Regions from separate parts of the Canis lupus genome. Here region 1 is linked to region 2. Evidence: chromatin contacts called from public Hi-C data. All regions are on one chromosome and are shown on one strand. Each heading gives the region's core, a stretch centred on a gene start, on an enhancer-like site or on the middle of the called end of the contact. The rest is flanking DNA. Distances are from core to core; before and after follow the strand shown.

The links. A called contact is a pair of places that touch in the nucleus more often than the background predicts.
Region 1: a Hi-C map of blood shows a contact between it and region 2, with 4 times the contacts expected there. The contact joins the promoter of MIOS here to the promoter of C1GALT1 in region 2. A contact is called at or near these places in 3 of 9 Hi-C or Micro-C datasets (amygdala and blood).

The regions. Positions count from the first base shown.
Region 1 is chr14:23,125,715-23,130,960 of UU_Cfam_GSD_1.0, reverse strand. It overlaps MIOS (GATOR complex protein MIOS), which reads right to left and starts at 2,670. Exons shown (of 12, transcript XM_038556898.1): 1 at 2,531-2,670; 2 at 1,372-1,516.
Region 2 is chr14:22,823,600-22,828,547 of UU_Cfam_GSD_1.0, reverse strand. It overlaps C1GALT1 (glycoprotein-N-acetylgalactosamine 3-beta-galactosyltransferase 1), which reads right to left and starts at 2,984. Exons shown (of 4, transcript XM_038556893.1): 1 at 2,806-2,984. It overlaps LOC102154669 (a long non-coding RNA gene), which reads left to right and starts at 3,284. Exons shown (of 4, transcript XR_005369417.1): 1 at 3,284-3,527; 2 at 4,594-4,635.

The DNA.
Region 1 (5,246 bases), core at 1,421-3,920, 300 kb before region 2:
AGAGACAACTGAGCTCCCTCCCCACCATGTGAGGACAGTGAGAAGGCAGCCTTCTATAAGCCAAGGCAAGAACTCTCACCACCACCAGACCACATTGGCACGCTGATTTTGGACTTCCAACCTGTGAGAACTGTGAAAAAAATAAATTTCTGTTGTTTAAGCCACCTACTCTACGGTCTTTTATTATGGCAGCCCAAGAAGAGTAATAAACTGGTCTAATAAAGCCTGCATTCCAATGCTGAAGTTATGTCCAATCTTAAAAAGAATTTAAAAATTTAGGAATAAGAAGGAAGAGGCACTTCATGCAATAGTAGCTAAAACAACAAAAAGAAGGAACAGATACTGACAAGTAAGGGTTCACACACGTCTTCACAGACAACAGAGGAAACCTCTTAAATGGAAGTATCTAGAGATCTGGCCTATCTTATCAAAAGATAAATGCTGAAATAATCACACTTTCAATAGAAGCCTCCCTCTCATAATTTATATTCTTTACATGGATAATCTATAAGAAAACTTGGTGGCACATGTAAAAATCCACTTTAAAAAAATAAAGTGTTATTATAGTTTAAAAAGTCTTTGATTTGCATGACTCTCAATGGAGGACTATAAGCATTTCTTCTGATGTAATTATGCATGTACAATGTCTATATTACCAGCCACAAAATCTGATTATAGTAATTCATACAGAATCACAAAACTGGAGGGAGATTGGTAAAACCTCTCAATTCACATAGGAGTACAGTGAAGACCAGATGTCTTAGTTCTTCTTGTCCAATATCTCCCAACTCCCATCCTAAATTACAGCAAAAGAAAAAACCAACTACATCACTTGCAAGATGCACTGCAAAATGAAAATACAGAGCCCCCTTATTAAAAAATTATTAAGAATTTCAAAGTGGTGACGACACAGCAATAAACTGTGCCAAGCCCTTTTAAATGATGGGCCTTATGTGACTGCATGGGCTGTACAACCCAAAGCTGGCCCTGAATAGAGAAGTATGTCCCTAAACGCCCTTTTAAGAAATGTGTTTCTTTACAATCCAACACACAGTATAGATGGATCTTGGCTCCTGAACACAGATGAATATGGAATATGGTGAAGAGCAAAGAAAACTGAACCTGGGGAGGGAAGACTTCCAACCACTCACCGGCTAGACTCTAACAAGTCCGTGGATACACCAAGACTATGAAGACATAGAACCCACCCTATTGCCATCTCACAAAGTCGTGACAAACTGAGCTCTTCCCATCACACAGCTGTATCACTAGCAGCCCTGGAAGTTAATGTTTTCAAATGGTGGAAATGTTGAACCGTGGAAGGCGAGGGGGTGAAATCTGCAATAATTACAGCATAATTTACATCCTCACCTTCGAGTTTAACAAGTGTTCACTTCCCATCAATGGTTTCTGAGCAAAGGAAAGCCGTGCTGACTCTGTATTCTTCACCAGAATATAACAGCACTGTCTGACAGAAATACAGTGTTAGCCATGATTTAAGTTTCTAGCAGCCACACTGAAAAAGAGATGAAAATTAAACAATATATTTCATTCAACTCAACATATAAAAAAAAAAAAATACCCCTTTTCCACATATAGCCAATATAAAAAAAGTCATTGAGAATTTTTTTTCCTTTGGTGCCAAGTCTGGTAGGTTCAATGTGCATTTTGCACTTACAGTAGGGCTCAACCCCGCGTCTCTACTGGGCAGCGAAGATCCAGAATACTAAGTGTGCAAGGTGTCCGACTACCCCTTCACATCCTTCTGTCGTTGTCTTCTACCTTTCTTACCATGACACTAACGAAAGTTAGCAAGCAGCTCAAAGACATTTTCAGCCTCTCGATCTTAGGGCGATGCACTGCATAAATTTCCCTTCGGAATTTGTTGAAATTTGTAAAAACTTCAAAATCTGTAAAACGCAGTCATTTGCTAAGCAACTTAGCAATGCTCACGGCACTCACTCGTCAAAGACTTTATTCATTCTCTCATGGAATTTTCCTTTACCCGTACAGGCAGAAAAGACAGCGAGTTAACCGCGTGACAGGCCCTTTAGGAAGGATCCGACCGAGCGCGGGGAGAGCACGGCTCCCTGCTACCCCCGCCGCCTCAGGACCTGAGGCCCCGCCCGCGCTCCACACACCCGGCCGAGCTCCCGTCCCACGCCTGACGCGGCTCCGCACCAACTCGCCGCCCGAGCGGCTGCGCCGCGCACCCCGCGCCCCCGCCGAGGTCCGCCCGCAGCTCCGCGGCTCCCTACTAGGCCCAGCCCGCCGCCCGCCGCCCGCCGCCCGCCGCCCGCCGCCCGCCGCCCGCCGCCCGCCGCCCGCCGCCCGCCGCCGTCAGCCCTCAGCGCGGAACGCGACGCCCCGCGCCCCGGCTTCCAGGAGGCCCTCGGGGGCCGTCCCCGCCCGGGCCTTCCGACTGGGCTTGCCCGGGCCCCTCGCGGCGGCCGCAGCGCTCGCCGACCCACGCCCGGGGCCTCCGCCTCAGGAGCGCCGAGACGCCACCCGAGAGCCGCAACGCACAGACCTGAGGAGGCAGCGCGGCCGCCGCACGGCCACTTCCGGCCTGGTCGCCGCCCCTCCCGCCGTGGGAGTCCGCACGCGGGCAAGATGGCGGCCGCGGCGGCGCGACCGGCGACCCGGGCGACCTGGGCGACCTGGGCGACCTGGGCCCCCCGGCCGGGACCCGCGACCCCACCGCGGCGCGCCTCGGCCTTGGAAGGGGAGTCCCCCCGCTCGTGAGCCCCGCCCCTCGGCCGCCCGGGAGTAGCCACGCCCCGGGGGCGGGGCCACTGCTCAGGAGGCCCCGCCCTCCGCCCCAGCGCCCGCGCCCCTGCAGCCTGCGGGACGGTCCCCAGGGCACGGCCTCTCGGAGACGCGTTATCTCAAGTCCTCCAGACACTTCAGCTCGTTTGATCACTTCCAATTTCCGTTGACAATTTATTGCAGGCCGTCGACGGAGAAAGAAAATCCAGGGAATGTGTGGTTCGCCATTTATTCTTGCATTTACTCATTCTACAAACACGTCTTGAGTACCCAGCACATTGCTGGAGTGTTGGGGACGCTAGATTGAACTAAAAATGACTGCGGTCCCGGCAGAAAACAGTGATGCCGTATTAGGGGCTGACACGGTGCTCCGTGGGAGGGGCCGCCCCCCTAGTGTCGGGGTGTCAGGAACGCTACCTTGTGGACCCCTAGGCCACCCAGGAAGGATGAATGTGGGATTCACTGGGAAAGGGAACCGTGGAGGAGGCTGGAAGAGAAGAGCCTTCTAGAGCAGAGGAAGAGCAAGTGCAGGCTGAGAAGGGACGGCATCTCAATGGGGAAAACAGTGAAGTATGGGTGGATGAGCAGAGGAAGAGGGAGGAGATCAAGAAGCTGTACCAGAAAGGCATTTGGAAACGAAGTTAGTACGTTTGGGTGGACTTTTTCCTAAAGGCCATGGTGCAGTCATTGAAGGTTTTAAACTAGGCAAGTGGTGTGATCAGTTTTTCAGGGAGAAAAGGGAAGGACGGGGTCTGTATCCCAGTGAGAGATAATGGTAATCCAAACTACCTGTGGGATGGAGAGTAGGGATGGAGAGAAGTGTGTAGGGAATATTTAGAAGATGGAATGAACAGAGCTTAATGATTGGCTTAAGACAGTGAAGGAGAAAAAGGATTCTAGGGTTTTGGTTCCCATTCCTGCCTTTGGAGAAGTGGAGGCTGAAGAAAGGGCTGTACAGCTGCAGGGAGATACCATAGGATGCATCACTTCAAGCACTCTCTTGCCCATCTTCTCAATGGTTCAGGCCCTGGTCCCAAATTTCCAGATCAATAAAAGTCTCTTCCTTATCCGCTCCTACCACAGACCTAGTCTACCCTCAGGAGATGACATTGCTTCCTACTTCAAAAAAAATTAAAGCTATTAGGTAGGAATTCATTCCCCACAGCCTCCTATTACTTCTCTTTCCCGTCCCCAACATCATCATTCACTCCCATTCTTACCTTCTTCTACTTGACACAAAGTAAGAGGAGAGACTGCATAGGTTTCTCCTCTTCCGGGACCTTGCACCATCAGTTTTCTCCTTTTCTATGTGTCTTAAGCCTCTCCATTTCTACTGCTTCTTTGCCTTCAGCATATGTTCAAATCAGACTCATTTTTGTCCTCACAGGAGAAGGCCATATTGGCTCTCTCCAATCCTACATCCTTGTGTTTTCCCTTGAATTTATTCTTCTTGGGCCTTCATGCCACCCCCAAAACTGCCCTTTACTTGCCTATAGTTGTCTTCCCCTGCTAGAATACATGCTCCACACCCCAGGATTCATTCCATTGCACCTCCACCCCCAGATGTCAGCAAGGCGCTTGGTGAGCCAATTAGAGAGGACAGTTCCTTGAAAGGCCTCCGTTTCAGCTAGGAGTGACTAACTTCTCATCTTAAAAGAGAAGCTGCTTGATGTCTACTTCCTCTTTCCCCTTCCAGCTGTCTGGGATATGGCAAAAAGAAACATGGTATAGAAATGGAGACCATGTATTATGGGAAACAAAACTGCCCCACTAGTCTAAATCCCAGTCTAATTCAGAAAGCTGAGCTACCTCCTCCCTTGGATCAACCATAGACTTCTGCACCATTACACAAGAGAAAACAAACTGTGTTCTTTTAAAAATTACTGTTTGTTTGGACTTGTTAGGGCACTTTGGCCTATTCTATAATACACAGGAACTCTGCCTTTTTATTCTCTGCTTAATCTCCAGAACCTAAAAAGTACATAGAACAGGTATGTACTCAATAAAAATTTGTTGGATAAATCCTGAAACAATATCTTGCTCTATGCTCTCCTCCAGCTGATATATTTTTCTTTCCTTCCTTTCCCATATAAGCTTTGGTGAAAGTGTATTCTTCTCATGCTGCTACCAATACCTTGCACTCTAGAATCCCTAGAAAGGTAAGTGACACTTCTCCCATTCTACTTGGAAATCCATTCCCCTTCTCTACTAAATGGTGTTCCTTGTTAGTAAACCTGGATTCCTTAGGAGAGAAGCTCCTTGCCATCCATTTCCTTGTGAGTAGTGAACTTGTAGTATAGAACTTTGGATTTCCTGTAGCTCCTGCTGCATGGTATGTATTCAAAAATAGCTACTTAGTGGGAAAGTGCATTGTACTTTGTAGAAGATTAAACTGTGTCAGAGAATTTGGCAGGCTGCCCTGAGGATACACTAGTTGTCTTTATCAAATAGGGATTTTGTGATGGATGCCAGAGTTG
Region 2 (4,948 bases), core at 1,735-4,234:
ATGGAGTGGATGGAGTGATATAGCTGCAAGTCTACCAGTGACATGAGAAGCTAAGAGACACGAACAGATTCTCCCCTAGAACCTAGACACCATGGCCCTGACAACAACCTGATTTCAGAATTCTAGCCTCCAGAACTGAGATTATAAATTTCTGTGTTTTAAATCACCCGGTTTGCTACACTTTGTTATGGTAGCCCTCGGAAACCAATATAAGGACCAAGAATGCAAATAACCACACCAAGCCATACATGATTTCAAATTCTGGCTATTCTCTTATTTCCATCAGTTTGTTTTAATACATGGCCTTAGTTGTAAATTAATCAGGTTTCCCGTCTCAAAATCTCTCCCACTTAACATCGCCTCTCCTGCCTTCAATGTGCAAGACAGCTCATACTAGAGGTTCTAGATAACTTGAGGTTTTTTTGTTTGTTTCTCCTACCTTCTTTTGTGCTTCTCTATTTCACAAACATCTTTTTTTTTTCTTTCCCTCCAAGGGACATTTCTTATTTTCACACATTATACATTTTGGTATGTATTTTCCCCTTGGCCATTTGAATTAGTTGCAAAGTGAACCTTTAAGTACACATTAGATATGCATTTAGATTTAAAATAAAATGCTATCTTCTCTTTTACAGAACAGTTCTCCATGTTTTCTCTTTCTTCCTTCTTGTAAAAGAATGACCTTATTTCTAATGAATTTTGGGTGAAAAAAAATTTTGTCAAACTTTTCTTTCCATCTCATTATAGTTTTGTTCAAATCTCAACAAATCTCCTAAAAGTAACATGGTGGTATTGTGAAGCTTAAAATTTTAAATGTATCTGAAATTAATTTCATCAAGTTGTCCGTTTTCCATTTAATTTTTACAGCTGCAATGTCACAAGAATTCTGATCAATAATTTCATCACATAGACTCTATTTTAAATTACCATGACTTACAACGTTTATAAGCTATAAAATGCAATTTTTTTCTTAGCACAAATCTATATACAAACAGTAAATAGCATACGCCTAAATGACACAGTTTTGTATTTCTATGACTGAGTGAAAATTAATCCATTGTATGTACTACTAAATAAGAATGTGGCAAAATTCGAAGAATTTCTGGATATTAAATTTATTCAGAAATATAGACTAGTATAACCTAAGCCAAAAAAAGCATATCTATTCTTAAATGGGTATTAAGCACAAAGTAGTTTTAAAATGCTGAAGCCTAAATCAAAAGATACAGAAAAACACAAATCACAGGCAAATTTAAGAGAGATACTTAATAGTTCTCCACTAGTACTGAAAAACCATGCTTCTTATGAAGAATTTTAAATGAGTCATACTTTCCTTACTAAATCACTGTTTTACTTAACATATGGTGAAAAGTTAACTGTTCGGTAGTTTGAAACTTTATATTCACTTAAAAGTGCACATCAAAACATACTAAGGCTAGTGAAAAATAAGTAGAGTTTACTGTACACAATACTTATAACACAGAACATCATGTGTATAAAGGTTCACTTGACATTTATCTGCTAAGGGTATGGAAAGCTGTCTAAATCTCTCTCAAAAAGTCTGGTCCCCAATACCTAAATCAACACCAGAATGAAACAAATCGAAATCTGCACAACTTTTTCCTGGCATCCAGGCCGAGCTGTCTACATTCTGTGCCTAACTTCTAGTAAATGAACATATTTCTGTCCCAATTACATTGGCCTAATCATTCACCTTAATGCGTTAAAAGTTCTACCTTTATAACTCTTTAATTCATAGCGAAGTCAATTCACGGTTAGCCTAAGAGTTTTCCAATCTGAAAAGCGCTAAAAAGATCTATTTACTAGACCTACATCACGAATTTAGAGAACTAGATTATAAATCCAATCAACTCTTCCAAAGCACGTGGTGCTTTCTTATTATTATTTTTTTTTAATCTTAAAAAACAAGAGAGTAAGAGCTAGGGAAGAATCAATCCCCGTTCCCAAATTACGTTCCTCTTTTAAGAGCGTACAATTTCTCCAAATTCAAAACTGTGCGGCCAGCCTGTCAGCACCTACTACTCCGGTCACACTAGCGCGGAGCGGGGGGTGGGGGGAGAGAAAACTCTTCCTCCTTCTCCAGTGCAGCAAGTGAGTCCAACGCACCTGGCTTTGCTCGTTCGGCCAGAGGCAGAGAAATTAAAAAAAAAATAAAAAAATAAATAAGTCAGCCACGGACAAACCTGATGACCCAAGAAAGCCCCGAGGAAGTCCCCCGGCACTCGTGGAAGACGCCCGCTCTTCCGGCACTCGGGCTGCCCCGCAGCCCCAGGTGCCCACACCTGAGCGCTGGGGCGGACCGGAGCCCCGGGTCTCGCCCGACGCACGGGCCAGAGGGGGGCGGGGAGGGGAGCGGGGAGGGGAGCGGGGAGGGGGGCCCCGCGGGCAGGAGCCGGGAGCGGTCCGGCCGCCACCCGGGCGCAGCCTGGCGCCTCAGTGCTGCCGCCCGACGGCAGGCAGCGCGCGAAGAGGAGGTGAGGGGCGCCAGCCGGCGGAAAGGAAGAAGCCACCGCGAAGACGAGGCTCCTCGTCCACAAAATAGCGGCCCGGTGGGCGGGCGGCCCCCAGGCGGTTCGCAGAGGCGCCGGGAGCAGGAAGTACCCCACGCCTCCCTCGGGAGCCCACGAGTCCCCAGCCCCGGCGGCGACCCCCCGAGACACCTGTTTGGCGGCGCCCGGGTCTGCTTCCCCCCGCTGCGCGCCCCCAGCGCACGCTCCGGGCCGGGAGCGCGAGGGGGAGCCGAGACCTTGGACCCGCAGCGGAGGGCGCCTCCGCCGGCCGTACCTGACAGCAGCCGCGGCTCCTCACGCCCCTCCTGGGGGGCGGAGAGGGGGACGACTCGAGACCGGCAGCCGCAGCTCCTCCCGGCACCCGCAGAAGTGGCTCGTGGCCGCTAGCGGGGGCCGCCCGCTGCCGCCCAGATTATTCCCTGGCGGCGGCGGCGGCGGCGGCGGCGGCGGCGGCGGCGGCGGCGGCGGCGGCGGCGGCGGCGGCGGCGGCGGCGGCGGCGGCGGCGGCCGAGGCGGGCCCAGCTCGCCCTCCGTCCCGCCCGCTCGCTCCGCCCCTCCCCGCAGCGCGTCCAGGCCGAGGCCCGCCGACGGCGCAGCCGCCACCCCGGGGTCTCCTAGAGCTGACGTCTCCGCCGCCGCACCAGCCCCGGGGAAGGGCGGGGCGAGGGGAGGCGGGCGGGGGCGGGGCCGTGGCGACGTGCGGGCGCGGGGATTGGCCGCCGAGCTCACGCCCCGCCCTTCTGCGAGGGGGTCTGGGAAGCCGGGTCTTCCTCGAGCGGTAGTCGCAGCCCGCTTGCGGCTCTGCGCTGCCGGCCTCTTGCTTCCTGCTCTGGCGGTGGGGCTTTCGCGCTGGCTTCCGGACCCCGAGAGACTGTGAAGCAGTGAAACTGCAGTGACTGAGGCTGGAGGTTCCTGAGGGGCCTCTGGGTGAGGAACAGGCTCTCACCCTGGCCCGCCTACTCCGTTTTCTCCTGTCCCCCACTCCCCACCCCCCAGGTACTCTCTCTGGCCTTACTGAAAGGGAATACAGGAAGGTGAGGTGCGCAAGCGGGAGCTGGGTGACCAGATGCCTGAACCGGAAAGGGGTGGCCTGTGTGCACGTGCTTGGGTTCTCTCATTCCTTCGCTGCGGTGCCGTCAGGCAAGTCTAGAGCGGCCGGGGGCTTTCTAAAACTCGTCTTCCTTTTATCTGGCGAAAGGACTTTGAATCAGAAAGTGGTTTTTGGATTCTAGAAAGGAGCCCGTGAGCCATTGAGGCAACCGCACAACAGTCAGGAAGTGGGAGTAAGGTCTTGGCTTTCACCATCATCGACAAGGCCTTAGCTTGAGGATGAGAAAGGCCTTAGCTTGAGGATGCTGCTTTTATTTTTATTTATTTTTAAAAGATCTTATTTATTCATGAGAGACACATGGCAGAGGGAGAAGCAGGCTCCATGCAGGGAGCCCGATGTGGGACTTGATCCCAGGACTCCAGAACCATGCCCTGGGCTGAAGGCAGGAGCTTAACCGCCAAGCCACCCAGAGATCCCTCATCCTGCTTCTTTTAAAAGCCCTTCTTAGTCCGTTTTGTTAGTTAGTTAGTTTGTTTTTTTAATGCCTTTCAGCATAACCTTTAGGAGCTTGGGCTCTGGGCTGGAATCTCGGTCCCTCCACCTATTTGCTGTGCAACGTTGGCAAGTTACTTAACACACCTCGGAGAGATAATGAACAATGAATATAAGTTATTGTTGTTCTTTTTCCCTTAATTTGTTTAGATTCAGCTCTAGTGTAGTTTGCCATGATATGCCACTAACAGATCCAAGAGAATCTACCAAAAGAATTTAAGTGCATCTAGTGATCCTTAAACCTTTTATCCTGGGTGGGTTCAGTTGATTTAGCATCTGCCTTGGCTCAGGTCCTGATCCCGGGGTCCTGGGGATCATGGAGCTCCATGCTGGGGCGGGGGGTGGGGGGGGCGCTGCTTCTCTTTCCGGGCCTCCCCCCACTCGTGCTTTCTCTGTCTCTCAAGGAAATAAATAAAAGTCTTAAAAAAAATTTTTTTTTATAAACCTTTTATTTTTCAGATGAGGAAACTGAGGTCAGAAAGATAAACTCATAGGCTTCAGGTTAGTGCTCTTTTCCTGGCGCATGCCTCTAGACTTTTCTCCTTGTATCCTTTAACTGTATCCTCTTCCCTTTCTTCCAACTTGTGTATAGTGAATTGCCCAGCCTCATCCCCTTCTCTTCCACAACCCACTGTAAAACAGGGAAAGGAGACCCCGCCAGAGATCACAATGTTCCAAATAGAAAGCAAAACAAATATAAACTCAAGATTCTTTACCTCATTTTAATCTTACGGAAATTTTTAATGAGTAAGGAACAACTTTGCTTTTTCCATTGAGCAAAGATAAGAAACCCTTCCAAAGAGAAGCTGAGACA